2 separate regions of the Mus musculus genome follow, and region 2 is linked to region 1. Evidence: chromatin contacts called from public HiChIP or PLAC-seq data. All regions are on one chromosome and are shown on one strand. The core of a region is the stretch at or near the end of the contact, and the rest is flanking DNA. Distances in the headings are between cores, read along the strand shown.

What was found. HiChIP or PLAC-seq counts read pairs in DNA pulled down with a chosen protein or histone mark.
Region 2: an H3K4me3 HiChIP or PLAC-seq map of fetal liver shows a contact between it and region 1, with 2.9 times the contacts expected there. The contact joins the promoter of Bcl2l13 here to the enhancer-like site in region 1. A contact is called at or near these places in 1 of 39 promoter capture datasets (erythroid cells), 4 of 115 datasets of contacts at active chromatin or transcription factors (embryonic stem cells, fetal liver and stem cell-derived neural progenitor cells) and 3 of 9 other capture datasets (embryonic stem cells, liver and pancreatic islet).

Annotation. Positions count from the first base shown.
Region 1 is chr6:120,613,999-120,621,616 of GRCm38.p6, forward strand. No RefSeq gene overlaps it. Among named protein-coding and RNA genes, the nearest start is that of Cecr2, 49 kb to the right of the region's middle. Within about 2 kb of position 5,278, at least 42 of the 459 cell types and tissues checked have an H3K27ac peak or open chromatin away from gene starts, as enhancers often do. A contact at or near this core is called in fetal liver, where this site is marked.
Region 2 is chr6:120,831,771-120,839,139 of GRCm38.p6, forward strand. Bcl2l13 (BCL2-like 13 (apoptosis facilitator)) reads left to right here and starts at 4,460. Exons shown (of 7, transcript NM_153516.2): 1 at 4,460-4,587. It overlaps Gm38889 (a long non-coding RNA gene), which reads right to left and starts at 4,424. Exons shown (of 3, transcript XR_869411.3): 1 at 4,334-4,424.

The sequences.
Region 1 (7,618 bases), core at 4,028-6,527:
GATTCTAGTTTCCTATATCATAATAAATTCTTTAATGTAATCTTTAAACTTATTTATTCTACATGTATGAGTATTTTGCCTTGCATGCATGTATGTATGAGCACCTTGTATCTGCCTGGTACTCACAGACGTCAGAAGAGGACATAGGATCCCCTGGGAATAGAGTTACAGATGGTGCCAGCCCCCTCAATATAATTTTTATATGCTTATATATTATTGTAGGGTTGGTGAGATGGCTCAGTGGTTAAGAGCACACTGACTGCTCTTCCGAAGGTCCCGAGTTCAAATCCCCAGTAACCACATGGTGAATCACAACCATCCGTAATGTGATCTTACTCCCTCTTCTGTAGTGTCTGAAGACAGCTACACTGTACTTAAGTATAATAAATAAATACTTTAAAAAATAGATATTATTATAAACGTCTAGACAACCACAGTGTTAGGGATTGGTTCTAATGCTTTGAACTAATCTGGCCCCCAAATTGGGAATCTGTGTGTCCAAACGCTGAAGGTCCTAGTCACCAATTGGTTTTTGATTGATCAATAAAGAGACAAAGCCCAATGAAGAATCTCCACGACTCGGAGGAGAAATATGGGACATAAGAGATGCAGGAGAGAAAGCCAACCAGCCATCCAAGAATTCAGGCAAGAGGCCACTGGCCACCTCTCCAATTGGACTTGGGGCAGCAGGGGAAGGTTTAGGAGTGCCCAACCTTTGAGCTAGTCATGGCATGTCAAAAATTAACTGGGGTGTGTGTGTGTGTGTGTGTGTGTGTGTGTGTCTTTCATTTGAGAATCCAAGAGCTCCTGGGCATGTGTGTGCATGCGATCTGCCTGGAGCCAAATTGGTATAGCCAAACTCACTGCTATACCACAGCCCTTAAACTTCAGGGTAATTTTCTTTTCTTTTTTGTCTTGAGACTCTATCTCATATAGCCCAGCATGGCTTGGGGCTCTTCTGTAGTTAAGGATAAAGTTGTGCTTCCAATACTCTTTGTGACTCTTTGAATGCTGGGATTATAGGCATGTGTCCCTACGCCCACCTTATGGAGCGCTGCGAATCACGCCCTTGGCTTTGTGCTCAGAGCTGTACCACCTGGCCCTGGAAAGCTGATTGAGCAGCTTGGAAATAAAGAAACAACAGGCATGTTTTCAGAAAAGCTGGGATCTGGTAGGTCGTGCTCCCTTTGATGGAGGGCATGTACTACACAACAACCCAGAAACTGTATATGCAATGACATACATACAAGGAGGCTGCTTAGATAGTCTCAGTGGGAGGTGTCTATAGGGGACCAATTTCAGGTTGCAGTCATCTGGAAGGAGGGAGCTACAGTAAATCGTTTTTTGTACACACATCAGCATCTACACATGGACCAGAAGGCTCTCCCAATTCCCTGAACCTGACCCAGGGAAGGAGCTGCCAACTCCCCTGAGTCTGAGGCATTGGGGTTCCTGATGTGGATGCGCCAATGTCAATAATACACCTTCACTCAGGACTTCATCAGCTTCTGTGATGGTTTGTACATGCTTGGCCCAGGGAGTGGCACTATTAATAGGTATGGCCTTGTTGGGAGTGGGTGTGTCACTGTGGGCATGGACTTTAAGAGCCTCCTCCTAGCTGCCTGGAAGCCAGTCTTCTAGAGGCCTTCAGATGAAGATGTAGAATTCTCAGCTCCTCTTGCACCATGCCTGCCTGGACGCTGCCATGCTTTTGCCTTGATGATAATGAATTGAAACTGTAAGCCAGGCCAATTAAATGTTGTCCTTCTAAGAACTGCCTTGGTCATAGTGTCTGTTCACAGGAGTAAAACCCTAACTAAGACAACTTCCCATGTTATGGACTGAGCTACAACCCCAGGCCCTGTCCTTTTATTTTTCAAAATGAAAATACTATAGGGACAATGGACTAATCAGGAGGTCAACAGGAGCTACCAAGCAAATTCAAGGTCAGCCAGGGCGCAGCAAGACCTTATCTCAAAAAGAGATAGGGGGGGAAACCCAACAATTGGAACTATTGCTCAGCTGGAAGAGTGCTTGCTTGGAATGTTTAAGACCCTCCATTCAAACTCCAGTATAACAATGGGCAATGGTGGAAAAGTAAATACTTGGTGGTGGGTGTGGGGGCTCAGTGTTCAGCTCTGACCTAGCTGGTGCAAGACCCTGGGATGGCTCTGGAAACATAAACAAATCATCAAGGTGTCTGTCTTAGGTACTTGCCTTTTGTTTTGTTTTTTGAGACAGGGGTTTCTCTGTGTAGCCCTGGCTATCCTGGAATTCACAGAGATCTACCTGCTTACACCTCCTGAGTGCTGGGTTTGAAGGTGTGAGTCATCACTGCAGGCTTAGTTACTTGTTGCTGTGATAAAATACCCTGATCAAAGCAACTTAAGGGAAGAGGGATTTATTTTGCTCACCACTTCAGGGAACAGGTCATCACAGCACTATCATGGTGGCGGGAACATGGAGCAGTTGCGAAGCTGAGAGAATACTTGAATCTAATTACGTTTCTCTTCTTTATTTAGTACAGAACCTCAGTCCTGACCATAATAGAAATGGGTCTTCCCACCTCCTTAAACTTAATCTAGAGAACTCCTTACAGGAATGCCCAGAGGGCTATCTGTCAGGCGATTCTAGTAGTGGTCAGGTTGATAATGTTAATGACAGTGTTCCAGGAGCACTGTTTTACAGTGAACAGGCAATGGCTATCTATCAGACTCAAAGGTTTTTTATCTTGTACCCCATTGTCTAGAAGACATAACACGAGGGCCTGGCTTAGGACCCAGATTATAGAGCCATGTCCCTGTCTGAGACCTGTGTGCTCCGTTGTGGGGTGTATTAGATGTTCTGAATGGTTTGGTCTGTCTCACAGCCAAGAAGCAAAAGATCCAAGGAAGCAAAATGACACCCAGTGACCCATTCACAAAGTGTCATGCTTCCTGTCTCCATCAGTTTGTCCCTGACTGGTTTTAAGGCCATCCTAATTGAGGGTCCAGGAGCTGGCAGGCTGGGTAAAGCCATGGTCCCCTGCTTGCTTCTGTATTCAAGGGCAGACCCAGAGACTGCAGAGAAAGCTCTTACAGTTGTCTGGTGTTTTGTCTCCTGTGATTTTTAGGCACACAAAGAAAGGTGAAGGTGTCACTGATCCCAAGTATCAAAAGTCCCCCAGGTCAGGAGGAAGTTCCTCCTGGGAAATGAAATGCCAAGCATAGAAGAAGAGCAGCTGCTGGCTGCTGGAGGTGGAAGGGTGGACTGTTGTGGACTTGGGCTACCCTCAACCTCTCCCATCTGCCTGTGTTCCCCAGTAACCCAGACCTAGGAGAAAGGACATGTTTTCCTCTGTAGAAGGCTGAAGCAGTAGTCTCCTTTCTTTGACAAGAGCAGGTCCTAGAGCCTGATACAGGCTAAGTATGTGCTCTAATAGTCTACCACAAGAGTCCCAGAGATCACTCAGGTCATTAGGCTTGCAGCTGGCCCCTTAACTGGTAGAGTCATCTCACCTGCCTATTAAAAAAAAAAAAAAAACAAAACAAAACAAACAAAAAAACAGACAAATAAGAAAACAAACAAGTAAGCAAGCAAGCAAACAAACACTAACCCCCCACCCCCATTTTCAAGTAGCTCAGACTGGCCTTAAGTTTACTAGGTAGCTAAGGTTAGCCTTGAACTTTTAGTCCTCCTGCCTCAACCTTCTGAGTGTTGGGATTACAGGTCTTTGGCACCATGCCCAGTTCCTTTAGCACTGGGGATGGAACCCAGGACTTCCTGCCAGCCCTCAGCCCACGGAGCTCCATCTGCTGTCCCACCCTAGTCTCTACACTGACAGGAGAAGCAGCAGATGGAAACTGGAACCTAGGATCCAGGAGGTAGAAAACGAACAGAGCTGATGGGGCTAAAACCCTTTCTTATTTATTATTATTACTGGAGGAAGTAAGGCAGGAGCCGTGGCACACGTGGCGATCAGAGGACAACCTTGGGAAGTTGATTCTCTCCTTCTACCTTTTCATGGGTTCCAGAGATGGAACTCAAGTCGCTAATCTTTCCCTTAGCGTTCTTTCCCTGAGTCGGGAGAGAAGAAAGAGCAAAGCTTTGGCTATCACAGATGCTACATGGAGGAGAGAGGAGGGCACTCACACCTGACAATCCCACTCTTCACTGACAAGTTGAAGATCACCACAATTACACATCAGCAAGTCTAGCCTCAGCCCTTGATGTACCTGGCTATGTGTCCAAGGGGTGTTCACCAAATCATGCCCCTTAGGCCTTCTTGGAACAGCCCTCTCTAGCCTGATGGTATCACTGCATCATAACATAGAGCCAAGCTTGTGGGAGGCCCTGGCTTTCTACCCCAAGATGGAAAAAGAATAAAGATGAAACCAAACCAAAATAACTAACCTTCGAGATTCAGCAAAGCTAGGAGAGAAGCTATAACCATTTAGAAGAAACACAGTGTGAACCCAGGCATGGCCATTTGTGTCCACAGTGCCAGACCCCTGGAGCTAAGGCCAGAAGAAACGGAGTTCAAGGCCAGCCTGGGCTACACTGCAAGACCCTGTCTCAAAAACAAACCAAGCCAACAAAACAAACAAAAACAACCAAAAAAGCCATGATGTAAAATACTTTCATGATTTCATAATAGCCACATCAAAGAAACAACAACAGTAAAAAGAGAACTTGGGGGTACACGTATTGATACAAAGCTTCCCTACTGTGTGTTGGTTCAAAGCTTGCCTACTGTGTGTTAGTTCTGTCCCAGGAAAAAATATATTGAAGAAACAGATCCCTGGGCAGCCTTCATCAGGTCCCCTCTTTGATGTCTGTCAGAGGCTGACACGAAGTTATGGCCAGCTGGCCAGTGTTTGTTCTGAAACATGTGGGACCCTGAAGGAAGTCCTGCCCCCATTTCTCACCACTCTGACCCTAATCCCAGCCAGAGGCGTGGCCATTACCTCAAGCTGTCCAATCCCCACAATCACTGAACCCTGAACCTAACTTCCTCCCCAGAGGCAAGAGGCAAAGACTGTAGCCCCTTCTTGCTATGGGCAAAGTCACTGCAAAGAGGCAAGGCTGTTTGTCTCAGCTTTGGCAGTTGTTACACTCACAGCTGTGACTGGTCTGTGTTCCCTCCTGCCATTGTTTTGAGCATCCATAACAGTTAGCTAATAGAGCTCACTCAAGCAGAGCAGCAATGGCTTCTTTCTTCTTTGCCCAAAGCACCAGGCCCTAGTTTCAGTTAATTACTGTGAGGTTGTAACCTGGGGCTTTCCCCACCCTATCTCAGGTCCCCACCCAACCCCACCCAGCAGTGAAGGCACAGGGCCCAAGGCTGCTCCTCTTTCCTCTAGATATACTTACTTTCTTTCCTTCCTTTCGTCCTTCTTTATCTTGAGAGATCTTGCTGTTGAGTCCCTGCTGGCCTTGAATTTGTTGATTCTCCTGCCTCTGCTTCCCAAAGGCTGGAATTACAGGCAGGTGCCACTATCCTCAGGGGTCTTTCTTCCTCTAAATTTTCTTTGCTTGTTTTTTTTTTTCTTTTCAAGACAGGGTTTCTGTGTAGCTCTGCGTGTTCTGGAATTCACTCTGTAGATCAGGCTGGCCTCAAACTCTCCTTCCAAGTGATGGGATTAAAGGCGTGCATCGCTATCCCCTCTCCCTGGCTTACAAATTTGAATTATTTTTTTTGCGGGGGAGTGAGGTTCTTATGAATTCAAGGCTGGCCTTAAACTTGCTGTGTAGCTGAAACTAACCTTGAACCTCTCTCTGATCCTCTTGCTTCTACCTCACAAATGCTGGGATTACTACCATGTGCCACCATACCCAGCTCTGTGTACATCAATGTGTATGCTTATGTCCATCTGGTACTGGGGACAGGTACCAGGACCACAAAAATAACAAACAAGCCCTTGGTCTTGAGCTATCCCCACAACTCCTTGTTCTAGCTTTTAAAGCTGGTACATTGCTGCTTCCTACCTCTTTTTTTTTTTTTTTTTTCTTTTTGTTTTTTTGAGACAGGGTTTCTCTGTGTAGCTCAGGCTGTCCTGGAACTCACTTTGTAGACTAGGCTGGCCTCGAACTCAGAAATCTGCCTGCCTCTGCCTCCCGAGTGCTGGGATTAAAGGCGTGTACCACCACGCCCCGCTGCTTCCTACCTCTTACCTTACCCTAAATCAGTGTATGTCAAGGTGAACTGGACCTGCCAAAACGCCTCCTCCTTAGTTTGGTAGCTACCGACTGAAAATGAGGATGTGACCATTCTAGGTATGGTAGAGGAAAAGGGTTTTATTGTAGATAGGAGGAAAAGATTAGCCAGAGGCATCTGGAAGAGTCCAGACCAAACAGGAACTGAGCAGTAGGGGTTAGGATGGAGATCAGAAAAGGAAGTAGAGAGTCAGGAGACCAAGAGAGGAGCAGAGGCCAATAGCTGGAGAAGGACTAAGGGAGGAAGAACCATGATTGAGCCAAAAGGCCAAGTGAGGAGATAAGAGACTACGTAACCAAAATGGCTGGGTTATATAGAAAAAAGAGAAGCCTTGGGGGGGAGGAAGGGAGGGAAGGGAAGGGAAGCCCAGCCCTGGGGCTGGAGAAGTTTTCAGTAGAGCACAGGGCAAGAAGTTCTGGGAGGAGCCACAGGTACTGACTGAGAATTGTCCCAGGTTTCTTTGGGACCTGACAACTATGAGGCCATCTGTATCCTGGAATGCTACGGCCACCCTGGTCTCTGGCATCAATGAAGCACTTTAGGGAACTCTAGACATGCCATGGGGCAGTGAGCTATGCCCCCTGACTCCTTCTGGACCCTCCCATTGATATATATGTATAGTTTGGTTGGTTGATTTGGTTTAGTTTTCTGAGACTGGGCCTTTCTCCATAGCCTAGGCTATCCCAGAGCTCTGTATGTAGACTAGTGTCTTAGGATTTCTGTTGCTTCAAGGGAAAAACCAAAAAGCAAGTGTCAGAGGAAAGGACATGTCTAGGTCATAGTCCATCATTGGATGAAGTCAGGACTGGAGGCAGGAGCTGATACAGAGGCCATGGGGGATGGCAGGAGGTGCTGCTTACTGGCTTGTTTATGGCGTGCTCAACCAACTTTCTTTCTTTCTTTTTCTTTCTTTTTTCTGTTTGTTTGTTTGTTTGTTTTGAGACAGGGTTTCTCTGTATAACCCTGGCTGTCCTGGAACTCACTCTGTAGACCAGGTTGGCCTCAAACTCTAGAAATCCTCCTGCCCCTGCCATCCAAGTGCTGGGATCAAAGGTGTGCGCCACCACCGCCCCGGCTCAACCTTCTGTCTTCTTTCCCAGGACTACCAGTCTAAGGATGGCACCACCTGTCATGAGCTTGACTGTCCCCCACTGAGCACTAAATGATAATATGCTGTAGGCATAAATTTTTTACAACCTACTCTTAATAAGGATTCAACCTCTCTTCTAGCCCACCACCCAGCAGAGGTAGTGAAAGACAAAAGTTATTAGGATGTGGGGGAAGTGGACCTGTTCAGCAAGCTGCCCCAGGAACCTCACAAGCAGTTCTTGGGTGAATTTCTCTCAATGGCATCTTTACCACAAGTTGAGTTCAACAATGCTATGTAAGGTGAACCAAGACATGTGTGTCCTTATCAAAAAT
Region 2 (7,369 bases), core at 3,210-5,709, 220 kb after region 1:
ATTAAGTCAGGGATCGTACCCCATACCTGTAATCCCAGCGCTTGGGAGTGGAGTCACTCTCAGCTACATACCATAGCAAATTCAAGGCCAGTGTGTGCTTCAAGGGACATACCCTAAGTCAATAGCCAGGCATGGTGGTCTTTACCTGTAACATCAACACTGAGAAGGCTGAGGCAGGAAGACCTCAAGTTCAAACACAACCTGGGCTACACAGAGTTCCAGGTTACACTGAGAGACTTAACAAACTTAAACCAAAAAAAAAAAAAAAAAAAAAAAGCAAAAGAGAATTTTGGCATGGTGGCACATGCTAATCTTGACACTAGGAAGATTGAAGTAAGAAGATGGTGAGCTCCAGGCATCTGGGCTACATAAAATTAAATTGAATTGCAGAGTTGCTATCTCTCCCCTTTGTACAACCTCCTCCCGAGTGTTAAGTCGCAGAAACAACCAGTTGGGCAGTCATCTGCTGATTCACTAAGGAGCAAGCCAAGTCTTGTCAGATAAGGGTGAGGTACCTTTGCAGAGCTAATCTCTGGAGTTAGCAAACCTCTTTAGTACCGCCCTCCCTGGGTATCTCTGAGGATTGCTCCCTGGACCCCTCTCAGATTCCAGAACACATGGATTCTGAGGCTCTTTACGTGTAACAGCAAAGCATTTACACATAGTTGACATGCTTCACACCCTCCTGCATGTCTTCAGCAATCTCTACATTTAATACCAACTACAATGTTAAGTGCTAAGCAAGTAGTTTTTGTGTTAGATTGTTCAGGGAACAGTGACATGAGAAGTCTACGTAATTCGGGTGTGGTGACTGAAAGGACATTATTAGGTTGGTAGATTGCCATGTGCTGCTTAAGCCTGTTGAGAGGGGGATCTGGAAATAAAGAGGGCCCTCCTCTCAGAATGCAGCATGCTTATTTCATTCTCCAAAATATCCTTTTCTTCAGAAGGCTGGCTCCCTAACTCTGTGACATGGAAGGGAGTTCTCAGTTAAAACATCATGTCCAGGGCTGGAGAGATGACTCAGCGGTTAAGAGCACTGACTGCTCTTTCAGAGGTCCTGAGTTCAAATCCCACAACCACATGGTGGCTCACAACCATCCATAATGAGATCTGATGCCCTCTTCTGGGATATCTGAAGACAGCTACAGTATACTTACATGTAATAAATAATAAATAAATCTTTGGGCCAGAGCTTTCGGGGGCCTGAGAGAGAAGAAAAAGTGTCTGAAGACTGCTACAGTGTACCTACATATAGTAAGTAAATAAATCTTTTTTAAAAAGCCCATCATGTCCCTAGGAATATCTGGAAGGTAAACCATTTCCAACAGATGTTAATGATGTTTTTCCCATCATTTAAAAACACCTACAAGAGGTACTGGAGGCTGGAAGTTCAGCCATGGGCAACTCATCTGTGAAGAGAAATCTCAGCTGGGAATTCCAGCTGACTGCCTCAGCTTCCCCAGTCTGTTCCTGCTGGATGCTTGTAAGTCTTGATTTGATGACCACCTTTGTTTACTCTCTCAATCTTGTTACCTCAGTTGTCCCTTAATGGATGCTATAAACTACCGATTCAATGACGTTCGTTTTAATATCTATCGGCCACTTGCTATTTATTCACTTGCTATATACTTAATAAACTTACTCCTTTGAGACTGAAAGCAGAGTTGCTACAGATCACTCGAGAGGCAGTACAGAACAGGGGTATACTTTTATAATCTTATCATTTGGGGAAGTAGAGCCAGTGATTTGGAAAGTTCCATGCCAGTTTGGTTTAAAACTGTCTCTAGAAAGTGTTTAGATTTGTTTTAAATCTAAGGACATGGGCTGGAGAGATGGCCCAGCAGTTAAGAGCACTGACTACTCTTCCAGAGGTCCTGAATTCAATTTTTAGCAACCACATGGTGGCTCACAATTATCTGTAATGGGATCTGATGCCCTCTTCTGGTGTGTCTGAAGACAGCTACAGTGTACTCCTATGCATAAAATAAATAATTCTTAAAAAAAAAATAAGCCGGGCATGGTGGTGCACGCCTTTAATCCCAGCACTTGGGAGGCAGAGGCAGGCGGATTTCTGAGTTCGAGGCCAGCCTGGTCTACAAAGTGAGTTCCAGGACAACCAGGGCTACACAGAGAAACCCTGTCTTGAAAAACCAAAAAAAAAAAAAAAAAAAAAAAAAAAACTAAGGACATACTAAACATGCAAATATTAACCAGTTCATAGTTTCCTAAATCCAGTATTTTTTGATATTATTTTCAGTCTTGGAGAGGAACTATTTAAAACATAATTTCAGATGAATTTTAAGAAAGAAGTCTATTCTTATTGTCTTCATTACAAACTGCTGGCCTAAGTTCCTGTCAGGTTAGTCACAGAAGGTGGTTCTGCGTGGTCATTTTGTCACCCGTAACCAAGCTGGTGGACTAGAAACAAGTCAGACAAACAGACAAACCCACTTCTATGCAAGACAAGGTCTCAGGTAGTCTAGGCTGGTTTAAAACTTCGTATGTAGTTGCAGATGGTCTGAACTTGTGATGCCCCTGCCTACTTCCAAGTCCTGCTCTTTCTAAGGACTTGGGTTTGGTTTTCAGCACCCACATGACAGCTCATAAACATGGGTAACTCCAGTTCCAGGGGATCTAACTCCTTCTTCTGACCTTATTTGAAACTAGGCACCCACATGGTGCACAGATGTACATGTAAACAAAACGCTCATATACATAAAATAAAAAAAGGAAGCGTTCAAAAGGGTTAGGATCATAGTTTGTAGATTGGTGTGCCCTGAATGATATCCCCAGCAACACACAGGCATACTAGCTTATACCCGAGGCCTCAGCACTCAGGAGGCAGAGGCAGGATGAGATTCCAGGTCATTCTAGGATAAAGAGCAAGTTTGAGGTCAGTATGGAACACTGTCCCAAAAAACCAAGAGCATATAATTAAGTGAAATTCAAGATATTTGTAATTGTGCCACCATTATCATTGTGAATTTTAAACATTTCTATTACCTCCTAAACTTAGCTACTGGTCATCACTTCCTTTCAGTTTGTATTGATTGTTTTGCTTTGAAATGTGTGTGTATGGGAGGTGGGGTTAGGCAGTGTGGTCAGAGAAATCTACTTGCTAGCGATGGTTTTCTTCTTCTACCATGTGTGTTCCAGAGATCCAGCTCAGATCATTAGGCTTACAGTAAGCACTTTTGCAACCTGAGCCATATCAATGGTCCCCAGTCAGTTTTGTAATCAATCTTTTATTATTTTTTTTAAAGATAAGATTCACTATGTAGCCAGACTCCAATTTATCCTCCTGCTTCAGCCTTCAGAGTGTTGGGATTACCAGCCTGTACAAGCAACTGGACACATTTATCATTTCTGATCTGACTGATTGCAACCGCCTTCAACCGCCTTCTAACTCCTAATCTTCTGTGCTGTTTGTGTTACTTTGTCACTTCATTTCAGTAACACAGGCTGAAACTCAAGCTGGCTAATGCAGGGTGTTTATCTTGCCTAGATATCTTGACCTTTTTACACGATCTAAAAAGCTCTTGCTGAACAACTAGATAATCGGGTTATACACAGCCTTCATGGTTTAAGTAAATCTATTTTTCTTTTTCTTTTTTTTTAAGATTTATTCATTATTATATGTAACCACATTGTCACTGTCTTCAGACACACCAGAAGAGGGTATCAGTTCTCATTACAGATGGTCGTGAACCTACCATGTGGTTTCTGGGATTTGAACTCAGGACCTCTGGAAGAGCAGTCAGTGCTCTTAACCACTGAGCCAACTCTCCAGCCCCAATCTATTTCTTTTTCTTTCTGGTTGATAAGCATTCAGTTTATCTTGGACCACAGGTTGGACATGCTTTTGTAGAGTCAAGAAACAAACATAAGAAACTATAGTCCAGGCAGCTTGCCAGGCAGTGCGAGTAAAAAATGGATTACTACTATAAGACTCTTTTTATCACCATGGTGCCCGGATCCTGAGTTGTCTCAACCTAGTCATTCCACCCTGCCTTTAAATTGCTTTCCTAACTTTCAGGACAATCTCCTGGCAGCCCTAGGAAGTGCAGTCTTGACCAGTAACCTGAGGGCTTTAGTACTCCAGGAACGCAAAAGTCTGCAGAACTCTGCTTCTGCTATGCCACCAGCTTCTTGTCCCACACAGGGGTGAGCAGGCGTGCGGTGGTGTCTACCTCATCACCCTTCGCCCTAACTAGCACCGGAAATGACTGGGTGAAGATACTTATGAAGTCCAGAATCGAGGATTTAAGCGGCTCCTGGAAAGAGAGGCACAGGACAGCTTCGTACACAGGTCACGCCTGCGCAAACTGACCAGCAGGTGTCAGTGACCCTGCTTCGTTTCCAGTTGACCGAGCCGCTGGCTTCCGGCTTGGCATTACGCCCGGGCCCCGCCCCTACGCCGCCGTGACGTAGGCGCGCCAGGGTGACCTCACCGTCCAACATGGCGGCGGCGGTAGATTAGGTTCGCGGGTCGAAGCAGCCACTGTCGCTCCTGCACCCCGTGGGAAGCCCCTGCTGCCGCCGCCGCCGTCTCCTTCGTCCCTTGTGGGGCAGGGCTGGAGCCAGGTGAGGGGAGTGGGATTCTGGGGCGGCCCTGGTGGCTGGTGGAGCGGTTTCCATCCGCTGAGGAAGGGGTCTTGGAGACCACCGAGCTGACCACGGTGCTGCCCAGGGCGCGGGAGAGACCGGGCCTGAGGGAGGAGGACCGTGCTGCTCCGCCGCGGCGTCTCGGAACTTCTGAGGGGCTGTTTGGGGTGAATCCGACCTGTCCAGTGCGCCCCCACGCCGGGCGGCTTTTGAACCGGCTGTGTGGCTGCCTGAGGCTCTGGAACTCACCCTTGCTCTACATTCTGTTCTTCACCCAGATCTCGGCTTTGGGAAGCAGGGTCTGTTTTGGGGGGCAGACTAGGAAGCGTGAATTCTCGCTTGGAGGAGGGAAGCGTGTGCCATTCACTTAGACCGATTATAGATTAGCTTCGCTAGTGGTGTCCTGTCACAGTGTGAAGGCTTGTTTCTCAGTCTCAGCGCTGGCTGCGTTTTGACACCCATTCACGGTCCCACGCCACCCCCCCCCACCCCCAAGACAAAACAAAACAGACTAGGTCTTCTTACCACACGAAGGCGATGCCTTTCACAGTGATTCGGGGTTTTTTGTTTTTCTCTTTTTAAAATCCCTCCTCACATTTTCGCGGCATCCTGCATTTCTTGCCTTTACATTATAGTCCTGTGAAGGAGGTAGCCTAGGCTAAGTTGAGGATTTTACTTAGGGGTAAAAATTGAAGCGATCTGCCCAGAAATTCACATGCTTTTGACTGATAGTTCGGCTAAACAGTTCGCCATTCCCACACACAAGTGTTTATCTAAGAGGTCTGTTTTACTCTGTGTTTAAAAGTTTTGAACCATGCTGACAGGCCCCTCTGTCTGATATTTAAAAAAAAAGTTTTTGCAAAATTTCCAATATTCCCCTTGGAGGCTTGGTATAAACCAGACTGTTGATGCTCTCTGCCCTAACTTGTGTGACCTTAGATGTATTGCCACACCCTTGAAATACCTTTCTTCCATTTTGTTTTAACACATAAAGAGTTAGGCAAGTGTGTGGGTAGTGAATCACTTACATTTCACATACACAGTTGGATAAATGTGTCCTGGATGATTATAACAGCGAATTGAAAACATTTATACAGTTTTTCTACAAAGTCTCTTGGCTCTGGATGATCAGGCACTATTCTAAACTATTTTTTTTTTTTTTAGTCCTTAAAATAACATTTGTTTTGTTTTGGTTTTTGAACTGTATCCTAAATTGGCCTTGAACTCAAATCCTGCCTTTTCTGTTTTGTTGTTGTTGTTGTTGTTGTTTTTTGTTTTTTTGTGGAGACAGGGTTTCTCTGTCCTGGAACTCACTTTGTAGGCCAGGCTGGCCTCGAACTCAGAAATCCGCCTGCCTTTGCCTCCCAAGTGCTGGGATTAAAGGCATGTGCCACCACTGCCTGGTAGATCCTACCTTTTCTTCCTCCCCTGAATGGAGATCCAGGAGTACCCAGCCATGACTGTCACTTTAAAATGTTAAATTTTACTATTATTGTGGGTGTAATTGTTTGTTTGGATACACATGTGTGTAGGGCGTTAGGCAACTTTGTTTCATTTGGGGGGAGGCGGGGCACAGGGTCTCTGTGTAGTCCTGGTTGTCCTAGAGTTTCCTATGTGGACCAGGATTGTCTCAAACTCATAGCTGTCCACCTGACTCTTCCTTTGAGGGCCTGTGTCACCATGCATGGCCAGAGGGCAACTTTGGGAGTCAGTTTTTTCTTTCCATCTTTACATGGGCTCTAGGATTAAACTCAAGCTGCTTTCACCCACTGAAGCATTTTTTTTAAAGATTTATTTATTATTATATCTAAGTACACTGTAGGTGACTTCAGACACACCAGAAGAGGGCATCAGATCTCATTATGGATGGTTGTGAGCCACCATGTGGTTGCTGGGATTTGAACTCAGGACCTTTGCAAGAGCAGTTGGTGCTCTTAACCACTGAGCCGTCTAGGTTAGCCTTGAGCCTACAGTCAGCCTCCCTAATGCTAGGATTCCAGAGGGGAACTACCACATCTATCTGAAATGACCTGTGTCTATGTTCAGGGGTGTACCCTGGAAATTGAATTTAGCCAAATAACATGAAAGGTTAAATCTACCCATCTTTTAACTTTTTTTTTTTTTTTTTTTTTGGTTTTTCGAGACAGGGTTTCTCTGTGTAGCCCTGGCTGTCCTGGAACTCACTTTGTAGACCAGGCTGGCCCTGAACTCAGAAATCCGCCTGCCTCTGCCTCCCAAGTGCTGGGATTAAAGGCGTGCGCCACCACGCCCGGCTTAACATATTTTTACTTGGCAAATGTATACAGTTATATAGTATATTTTTGTCATTTTTACCCCTGCTTCCCCGTTAACCTCTCCCATTATCTCATTGTCTTCACCTTCAATTTGTAAAAGGAAATGGTGAAGCTGCGCACTCTGTAGATCTAACATAGGGGAGGCTGGGTAAGATGGCAGGGAGATCATCTGGGCTAGAGGGGAGACTTTGTCTTAACTTTGGGGGCGGGGCTGGAGAGATGGCTATGAGCATGTACTGCTCTTCCTGAGGGTCTGAGTGTGATTCCCTGCACCCATATGAGACAGCTAACCGCTAACCCCAGCTCCAGGAGCTCTCATACCTCTGTGGGCACTGCATTGTGTGCGCATACCCACCCACACGTAATTAATAGAAAGTTTTAAAAAGTAAATCATGTCTTGAACCTTTAAGAAGAAAAAGAAAAAGAACAAGGAAAAAGTACTCATTAATACACTTTAAACACCCCCC